2 separate regions of the Mus musculus genome follow, and region 1 is linked to region 2. A link is a contact called in public promoter capture Hi-C data. All regions are on one chromosome and are shown on one strand. The core of a region is the stretch at or near the end of the contact, and the rest is flanking DNA. Distances in the headings are between cores, read along the strand shown. Region 1 holds the start of Anks4b (ankyrin repeat and sterile alpha motif domain containing 4B). Region 2 holds the start of Acsm3 (acyl-CoA synthetase medium-chain family member 3).

Region 1 (5,017 bases), core at 939-3,438, 410 kb before region 2:
AAGAAGGGAACTTGCTTTTCCTAGTTGTCTTTGCCTGTACCTCCTCTCTCTCCTATCATGGGGGAGGGGGGGCTCCACCTTTGCCCTCCCTAGAGGTGGCAGCCATAAGAACCCATCATGGAAACAGAAAATTGATCTCTCCAGGTACCAAACTTCTTGCCAACTTGATCTTAGACTTCCTGGCTGCTCTTAAAATTATGAGAATAAGTTTTATCCTCTCTGAGTTACCTTGTCTGAGGTATTTCGTTATCATAGCACAAGTGTAGGCCAACTGACAACTTTAGTTCTGAGAATTTGCACTCGGAAAAAAAAAAGTATGGACCAGGACTTACGTGGAAGAACAATCATCACAACACTGCCAACTAGAAAAAAAAATGTAACAAATAGGGGGATAACCTAAGAAATAAATTTGCTGGTTATGATACTAAAGGTGTAAATTAAATAGAGAGTGTTGCATACTTCACTGCTGTAGCAAAACTGAGACATTAACTCAAAAAAAAAAAAAGAAAGACCTAACTTGAATAAAGCTTCAGGAGATGCCGTATAGAGAGTGAGCACGCTCTTTCTGACATGTTCCCCAGTCCAACGAGGTGGCCAGACCCGCAATCTGTTTAATCCAAACATGGATGTTGACCCTCGTCTTCCTTTACTTGCCACATCCAATCACTCTCTGACATCCAAACTGTCACTCACATCTCTGTGTCTACCCACGCCCAGTGTTACCACGTGAGTTTCACTTTACCTTGAATGTCCCTAGACATTCTCTGTGACCACTGTACAATCACCAGAACAATATTCATAAGCATAAATCTATCTGATGGCCTCCTTTGTAAATAGAGGGTGTGGTGTCTAGGCTCTCAGGAGAAGATTGAAGTTCTCAGCAGAATTCTCAAGGCTCCTGATAGTCTGGTCTTATGGCTTAGGTTCTGTCCCTGTGCAGGTCAGGTCCAGCCAAGCTCAATGTCTTCCATCCTCGGAATGCACAGTGTTCTGCCTTAGGGGGAAAACACTTCCCTCCACCTCGATCAGCTCCTTGTCTTTCTAATGTCAGCTTAATTTCCCTTCCCTGGCACGAGCTTTATCACATCTACCCAAAGCCGCTCGCTTGGCTTCCCCTCTCAGATCTGATTGCCACAGGAACACTAGGATGTTCTGTTGATCAGCACCATCTGGGCAGCACCAAAAATATATGAGAAGAATTGGAATCAGAGGAGGAAGGAGTGGAAGAAAGAGAAAGAGGAAGAAGGAGAGAGAAGGAGGAGAGGTGGACTGTCACCTGCCAGATGCTAAATATGCACTGTCCTGGAATCACTTGGCTCTCTTACTCTTTACCTCCCCTCCCGTCCTCCCACTCCCACTCCTCTCATTCTCCCAGACTCCTCTTTCGCTCCATTTCTGCCCATCTTAAGTCGTAGCTGCCTACCCTGACTAGCCCTCTGGCAATGAGCAGGACAAGCAGAATAAAAGAGTTAGCAAAGACTTGAATTTAAAGGTAAGGGATGGTGTGTGTATGTGTGTGTGTGAAGATTGAAGACTCATTTTATAGCTTGTAAAGCCAGAAATTTCATTCAAAAATTCAGCTTACACCAAGGCCGAGTGTTCATAAAAGATAGTTTTTAGTGACACAATTGAAAACGTAAAATAAAGCCATGTCCTAACCAAGGAGGATGACTGAACCAAAAAGCATGGTGACCTCTTTTTAAGGAGTTAACCATTTCAATTCCATGGATATGACTTTCAGGGCATATAGTTCCAATGCCTACCCCCACCCCTCTGCCTGAGTGACTCCTAAATGGCTGTTTTCACAGGGAAAGAAACCATACCTAGCTTAGTCTTGACTCTTTCTCTAAAAGCCAAAGACTTAGGGAGCCTAGAAAGAAGTAAAATGTCTTCGTGGATGTCTCTGTCTCTTACTGCCGGTGTGGTACTCCCCACCCAGGATACCCTAACAGGAATCACTCACCCTCTACTGCAGATTATTTCTAGGGCCTCGAGGTTGCCGTGGTAGGCTGCCAGGAGAGTGGGTGTCATGCCATCCTCATCTGAGAGATTCAGATCACGCTTGGTGGCCTCCTTCAGAAGTTCCAGGTAGCTGTCACTCGCTGCTTGGTGATAGCGGGTAGACATTTTTTCTGCCCACCAGAGCTTGGCCAGGTAGGAGTCTTTGTCTAGGCAGAGCTGGTAACACAGTCTTCCAACAGGGCTGGTTAATCAGTGACGGGGAGTATCACCCCAGGCCAAAGTTCACTCCGGCCTTGCTCCTTGGAAGGCAGCCAGCCAGGAAGACCTGCAATCCTGGACTTGGGCCTTTCCTTTGGGGACCAACCATGGCAATGACCACTGAGGCCTGACAGGTGTGTCATGAGTGTGGTGAAGCACGTTTAATCTTTACTGTGTCCATTAACTAGTGTCAGATGTGATACTGACCACCCACTCACAGAATATGGGAAATAATCTCAAAAAACTCTGAACTGTTTAAGTTCACTTGGGTGGGAGAAGGGGTGTTTTAATAGATTTTAGGGGGTCTAATTTGTACAACTTGAATTTAGCCATTTGAAGTATAAAATAAAAGATCTTAGTAAATTTACAGTTGTGAAATCTTTGCTATAACATGGAGGAGAGAAGGCCGATTGACAGGCCAGAAGACAAACAGGTCACTCTCCAGGAACTGCCACAAAAAAGCTTGGTCTAGAGAGTGTCACAAAAAGGAAACAGCACTTTCTTTTTTAAAAATCTTTTATAAATATTTCTATTATACATAAATACACATATGTCATTATATATACATATATATGTATATGATTAATATTTATAGATATTTTTAAATGATTCAAGTAGCAATACCCAGGCTATAGGAAAGAGAGGAATTGATGTTAGGGTTTTTTAATTGGTTATTTTGTTTATTTACAATTCAAATATTATCCCCTTCCCAGTTTCCCCTCCGAAAACCTCTATTCCATCTCCCCTTTCCCCTGCTTGCATAAGGGTGCTATCCCACCTACCTACTCCTGCCCCACCTCTCTAGCATTCCCCTATGCTGGGGCATCAAGCCTTCACAGGACGAAGGGCCTCCCCTCCCAGTGATGCCAGATAAGGCCATCCTCTGCTACATATGCAGCTGGAGCCATGGGTACCTCCATGTGTTCTCTTTGGTTAGTAGTTTAGTCCCTAGGAGCTCTGGTGGGTCTGGTTGGTTCATATTGTTGTTCCTCCTATGGGGTTGCAAACCCCTTCAGCTCCTTTAGTCCTTCCCCTAACTCCTCCATTGTGGTCCCTGTGCTCAATCTGATGGTTTGACTGTGAGCATTCACATCTGTACTGCTCCCAGCTCTGGCAGAGCCTCTCAGGAGGACAGCTATACCAGGCTCCTGTCAGCAAGTGCTTCTTGGCATCAGCAATAGTGTCTGGGTTTGGTGTCTGCAGATGGGATGGATCCCTAGGTAAGGCAGTCTCTGGATGACCTTTCCTTCGGTCTCTGCTCCACCCTTGTCCCTGTAGGAAACAGCACTTTCTGGTTGCAGAATGATGTAAGTGAATAAGGCCAATCTGAACCAAGTACAACTCAGAACCACAGGCTGTACCATGTGAGCCCAGTATGTCCTGGAAATCAAATATTAGCCAATCAGGACTGCCCTCATTTGCATGGTGGAGATTGCTGTGGGCTACCCTAACCATAGAGGACAGCTTCAACATATCACATTCCCATATGCCACTATTTCATGTAGGTGGTCTTTTTGTTGATTCATTCAATGAATTTATTAAATTCTAGTTTTGCCAGACTTGTAATTCAAACACATGCCAAGTGCCCTCTTGTAAACTCAGTTTTGCAATGTTTTCTCCACACTAAATCCATCTCTCATGAGCTGATAACCCTGGAATCCATCCCAACTCAGACTCCCCCATACCACAAAGACAAATGAGTTCATGTAAAAACAGAACTTTTAAAAGAAATCCTTTGTGTTTATTAGCAATTAATTCCTACTCCCAACCCTAAGAAATCATGAATCAGTTTTCTCTATATATAGTTGCAGGTAGAGAACTTTATATCACTAGAATCCTGTGACATAGTTTTGAGGCCTTTATTTAAAAGGAATATCTTTTAAAGTTTATTTTTTAATTGTTGAATAATATTCCACTACACTAGCACATCAAACATCTTTGTATGTTTAGGTTGCTTCCATTAATTAATGATGAAAAATGTTATTAAGAACAGTCACATACATGGCCCTGTGTAAACATACATTTTTACATCTCTTGGGTAGATAGGAAGGCATGGAATTTCTGGGTTTTATTGTAATTTGTATTTAGTTTTAAGGAATTGCCAAATTGAACTTGTAGTGTTTTACAGAACAGTAGAAAACTGTGGTTGGCCAGTGGATGGTATATTTCAGCACAGTCAGTGGAGAGGATTGCATACAGAAATGATATCTTAGGTGATAGACACATGATTTGATCATTATATATGTACATTAAAACTTCTTGATTCGAACCAGATATACTTTTTAAGAAATTTTTTATTAGGTTTTCCTCATTTACATTTCCAATGCTACCCCAAAAGTCCCCCCATATCCACCCCCCCCACTCTCCTACCCATCCACTCCCCCTTTTTGGCCCTGACGTTCCCCTGTACTGGGGCATATAAAGTTTGCAAGTCCAATGGGCCTCTCTTTCCAGTGATGGCCGACTAATGCTCCATGTTAGAGTACACGCGCATGTGCGTGCCCTCCCCTCCAACACACACACACACACACACACACACACACACACACACACACACACACACACACAGGGATTTGGGTTTGCAGTTAAAATACTTGCCACTTGAGTTTGAACCCCCAGAACCCACATAAAAATCCAAACACAGAAGCACCTGTCTTTAGTCCCAGCTCCTACTTCAAAAAGGGTGATAAAAACAAGAAACTCCTCAGAAGTTCACAGGACAACCTGCCAGGAGTATGCAGAAGTGGACAGGAGCCTCTGCCTCAAATGAAGAACAAGGACTGACACCTAAGGCTGT
Region 2 (4,791 bases), core at 2,164-4,663:
GAAGAAGCAGCCCGCTCTTTAGAACAGAAACCTCTCTGAGGCTGTTTCCCCAGGGTTAACCTCAAAACTGCCCATTTGGCTCCATCTACTTAACAGACTTAGGATCTAGTTTCTTCCTACTTTGCCTCTCTGCCTCGGTACAGAAGGCTGAAAGTTGGACTGATGGAGGTAGGCAACACCAAGTTCTCAGAAGCAAACCCGTCTTGGTCTTTACTGTTTGGCACAATGTCTTCATTTGCTCAAAAACCATCAGAGATATACGTTCAAAATTGTTCCTTCCTGTCTTGAAGGTTCGGCATTTTGATGTAGTTCTACCCCCAAGAGCCACTCTTCTTCCTGGCCTCTCAAATATGACCGCAGATTCTTATTTCCCCTCCAGATGTATGTATACAGTGGGTGGCCTAAGATTCTCACTATCCACACATCCAATCCATTTTCAATAATGTGGTTTTAGAAGCCTTTTCACATCAGTACATAGAGCTCTTTAGTCATTCCTTAAAAAAAAAAAAAAATAGGGCTGGTGAGATGGCTCAGTGGGTAAGAGCACCCAACTGCTCTTCCGAAGGTCCAGAGTTCAAATCCCAGCAACCACATGGTAGCTCACAACCATCTGTAACAAGATCTGATGCCCTCTTCTGGAGTGTCTGAAGACAGCTACAGTGTACTTACATATAATAAATTAAAAAAAAATAGCTGCCTTGAATTATACCAAACAGTTGCCACATTATTTCATTAATCTAGTTTCCTACTGATGATCACTTGAGTTGTCCTTTTATTTTACAATTTAAATGAAAAATTGAAGCCGTTTCTCCTAATACAAATGTTATTTAAAAATAGTTAAGAAGCATGCCTAAGACGGGCATGGTGGCGCACAGCTTTAATTCCAGCACTTGGGAAGCAGAGGCAGGCAGATTTCTGAGTTCGAGGCCAGCCTGGTCTATAAAGTGAGTTCCAGGACAGCCAGGGCTATACAGAGAAACCCTGTCTCAAAAAACAAACAAACAAAAAGTATGCCTAATATTTCCTGGTCCATTTGAACCAAAGGGCAAGAATTTGGTCTGGTTCAGACACATTATTTGTAGGTTACTGTCTTAATCAGGTTTCCATTCCTACACAAAACATCAGGACCAAGAAGCAAGTTGGGGAGGGAAGGGTTTATTCAGCTTACACTTCCATATTCTGTTCATCACCAAAGGAAGTCAGGACTGGAACTCAAGCAGGTCAGGAAGCTTGGAGCTGATTCAGAGACCATGGAGGGATGTTACTTACTGGCTTGCTTCCCCTGGCTTCTCAGCTTGCTCTCTTATAGAACCCAGGACTACCAGCCCAGGAATAGCACCACCCACAATGGCCTCTCTCACCCTTGATCACCAACTGAGAAAATGCCTTACAGCTGGATCTCATGGAGGCATTTCCTCAAGGGAGGCTCCTTTCTCTGTGACAACTCCAGCTTGTATCCAGTTGACACACAAGACCAGCCAGTACAGTTACTATGGTTCATTTATTTACTCAATACATACTGCTTGAATGTTTAAAATGTTGCACATATAGACAACATATTGGGGGGATAGAGAGGAGGTCCTCTCTAGTGTCATGACTGGCACAAGTAAATGAAGTAAAAAAAAAGTGCTGTTACATGAAAAGGTAGGCAGGAGAAAACAAGGCTATTTTGGAAAGTCTCTCCAGGGAATGCATCATTTTTGCTGCAATCTGGCAAGTTGTGCCTAGCATTTTGGATTGATTTATTATTCCACATTCCAGAGAAACACACCACCCTCAAACATACACACACCCAACTGAACAGTACGTCCATTCATCCTGAGACAGGCCTATATCAAATGCTGAGAATACTTCTGTTAACATCATAAGGGCACCCATCCCGTCTCTCTGAGTTTACAAACTATTAAACAACTATGCAAGTATTTACACTGGGGATAAATACAGTGTACTCACCTTGCTGATACCAAGCAGAATCAGAGTTCACTGTTTGTTGTTCCTCCCCTAACCCCATACAAAACTCTCCTTCATTCAGAATCTTTCACAAGTACATTGGTGTAGCCACTGATAACTTACTCGTGTTCAAGGAAATAGCCACCCACCCATGCTCATGCAAAAACCCTCATTAAACTCGGGGAGTACAGAACAGATGTGAGAGTAGGAGTGGGAGGGCCTTCTCAGGGAGAAGAAGGGGCTTGGGGGGAGCTGGAGGGAGGTGGAAGAGAGAAATAAAGGGTGATATGATCAAAATACATTAGGTATGTATGCAATTGTCAATGAATATGCTTTTAAAAAGGACTTATCTCAATGAACATTTTTAGAAGTCACATTTTTAAAAAGAACAGAAAATTGATCAATCAGTTGGGACTTAAAATGATCTTAAGCATTTTTTTAATAGAAAAAGGAATGTCAACACCCCTTCATCAAATCCATACTATTTCTTTCTTCCCAACAAGGGCTCAGTCAGTTCCTGCCTTTTACAATGCTCTTGTCTTACAATGTCCACTTTCCTATCTGTAAAATCCCTTGCAGGTGAAAGAAAAGATCACTTCTGCATGGCAAATCTAGATTTTACACTAAGCCATGAAATCTTGCTAAGAAAAATTCTAAGAGAGGCACCACTGTCTGGATGGATGTGCTTTTGAAAGAACTTAAAGTCTCATCTGAAATAAGAACTTTGGGTCCATATAGACGGCAGGGCAGAGGGATCTTCCATCTTTCCACATCTCCACAAAGCCCTTCCCCCTGATTAGCCCAAATAACAACGGCAGATACACAGCCTCAAAGCAAAGTACAACTCCATGGTTCTCATCCACAAAAAGACCTTGTCTTAATTCCCACCCTCAATATACTGCTTTAGATTATCCCTTGTCCTGGAGAGAAGACGTTTTCAAGAGGTAGTTTGTGTACTTCTGGATAGTTAGAAGATGAACTTCCATCTGTCATTGAGCAGGGTTCAGTCAAGCTCCTACTCGCTTTTTTTTTTTTTTCCAAAACATTTTATCATGGAAACATACGAAGCCATTATTAAAACCCAAATCTCACCAAAAAGCCTAAGCTGAAAACTCAGCTGCCCTGCCAGCCATGTCCTGGGGGTGCTCTCTCCCAACCTCCTCCTCAGTGCTCCCATGGCAGCTGAAAGACTCTGAGTTTAGAAACCCCTCTGCCACCCATGGCTTCACAGAGCATTTTCTGAAGTTGCTGGTATTGTTTGCTGAACATTTATAAAGAAAACCTGCACTGTTGCAGGAAGTCTTACCCAGGAAAAGAAATTGGATCCTCACTAAAGATACTGCTTCCCACACAGCTGGAGTGATAGTAGACCCGCTTAATGGAAGAGAAAGCCAACTTCTCACCTCTGCTTTAGTGTTGGTGGTGGATCAAAGTGGACGGAGTTTGACGGAGGAGTCAGACTGGCCGGCAGTGCCTTTCCTTAATTGGTGGATATATTGGTGGGAGGAGCGTGAATGTTTACATAACCCTGGCCTGTCTTACTTAACCTTCTTAACAGGTAATGTTATCTGTACACACAGCAGAGTTTTAGTAGGCTGGGAAGGCAGTGCGTGTGCTTTTACTAGGAGGGAAAGGCTTGCTGAAAAGCAACCGGAATCCGGGGCTTACACATGCCTCACTCAGCCCTTCAGAGGTGGAGGCAGTGTTTCTCAGCTTGCCAGTGATTCAGAGAAGTGTAACAAGCCATGGTGTCTTCTCTGACCCAGACCTCACCGCTCGGCCTTCCTGCTCTGCTGTAGTCACAGCAGCCCCGCTGCTTGCCTAAGACACAGGCGTGTTCCAGCCTAGAGATCCTTGAGCTCCCGGCCTGTAACTCTTCCCACGGCCAAAGCCTCATTTGGTGAGATATCCTATCCCAGGCCTTTCTTCCCAACCTAGAAATCTTCATTGATTTTTTTCCTGCTTTTAACTTTTTTAAAAAAATTTTTTTTTCATTTCTGAACACCGACTTTGAAAATAAGAACTTTGCTTTATTTACTGATGGATCCTCAGTGTAGATATTAACTAGTAACAAATGTTAGCCATCTAGTAAATGTTTCATGTGATATGTGAACAGATGGCTCTTCCAATTGTATATGATAAAAATCCAACTCAAATTTAACTCAAATTCCAACTTAAATACTGGAATTAATAAGCTGGGCACGTTGGCCCATACTTTTAATCTCAGTGCTTGGGAGGCAGAGACAGGTGGATCTCTGAGAGTTTAGGGCTAGCCTGGTGTACACAGTGAGTTCTAGGACAGCAATGGCTTTCATAGATAAGAGCCTGTCACACAAGCAAGCAAGCAAGCAAACAAAAAATGAATTGGTCCCCTTTTAAAAATTGATCTTTTACAAATTTGATTTCTGGAAATTTACTATGTAAATAGTCACACTGTGTGTGAAGAGTGAGTTTTATTTCATCCTTTCAGATCTTTATGCTGTTTTTCTTTGCTCTGCTCCACTCCGCTCTGCTCTGCATTGCTTTGCTTTGCTTTGCTTTGCTTTGCTCTGCTCCGCTCCGCTCCGCTCCGCTCCGCTCTGCATTGCTTTGCTTTGCTCTGCTCTGCTCCGCTCCGCTCCGCTCTGCATTGCTTTGCTTTGCTTTGCTTTGCTTTGCTCTGCTCTGCTCCGCTCCGCTCCGCTCTGCATTGCTTTGCTTTGCTTTGCTTTGCTTTGCTTTGCTTTGCTTTGCTTTGCTTTGCTTTGCTTTGCTTTGCTTTGCTTTGCTTTGCTCTGCTCCGCTCCGCTCTGCATTGCTTTGCTTTGCTTTGCTTTGCTTTGCTTTGCTTTGCTTTGCTCT

The links. Capture Hi-C pulls out chosen DNA fragments and counts their contacts.
Region 1: a contact with region 2 is called in a promoter capture Hi-C map of adipose tissue, with 4 times the contacts expected there. The contact joins the promoter of Anks4b here to the promoter of Acsm3 in region 2. A contact is called at or near these places in 1 of 39 promoter capture datasets (embryonic stem cells), 1 of 115 datasets of contacts at active chromatin or transcription factors (kidney) and 2 of 9 other capture datasets (adipose tissue and pancreatic islet).

The regions. Positions count from the first base shown.
Region 1 is chr7:120,171,029-120,176,045 of GRCm38.p6, reverse strand. Anks4b (ankyrin repeat and sterile alpha motif domain containing 4B) reads right to left here and starts at 2,188. Exons shown (of 2, transcript NM_028085.2): 1 at 1,964-2,188. The coding sequence starts at 2,127.
Region 2 is chr7:119,759,545-119,764,335 of GRCm38.p6, reverse strand. It overlaps Acsm3 (acyl-CoA synthetase medium-chain family member 3), which reads right to left and starts at 3,413. Exons shown (of 15, transcript NM_212442.2): 1 at 3,354-3,413.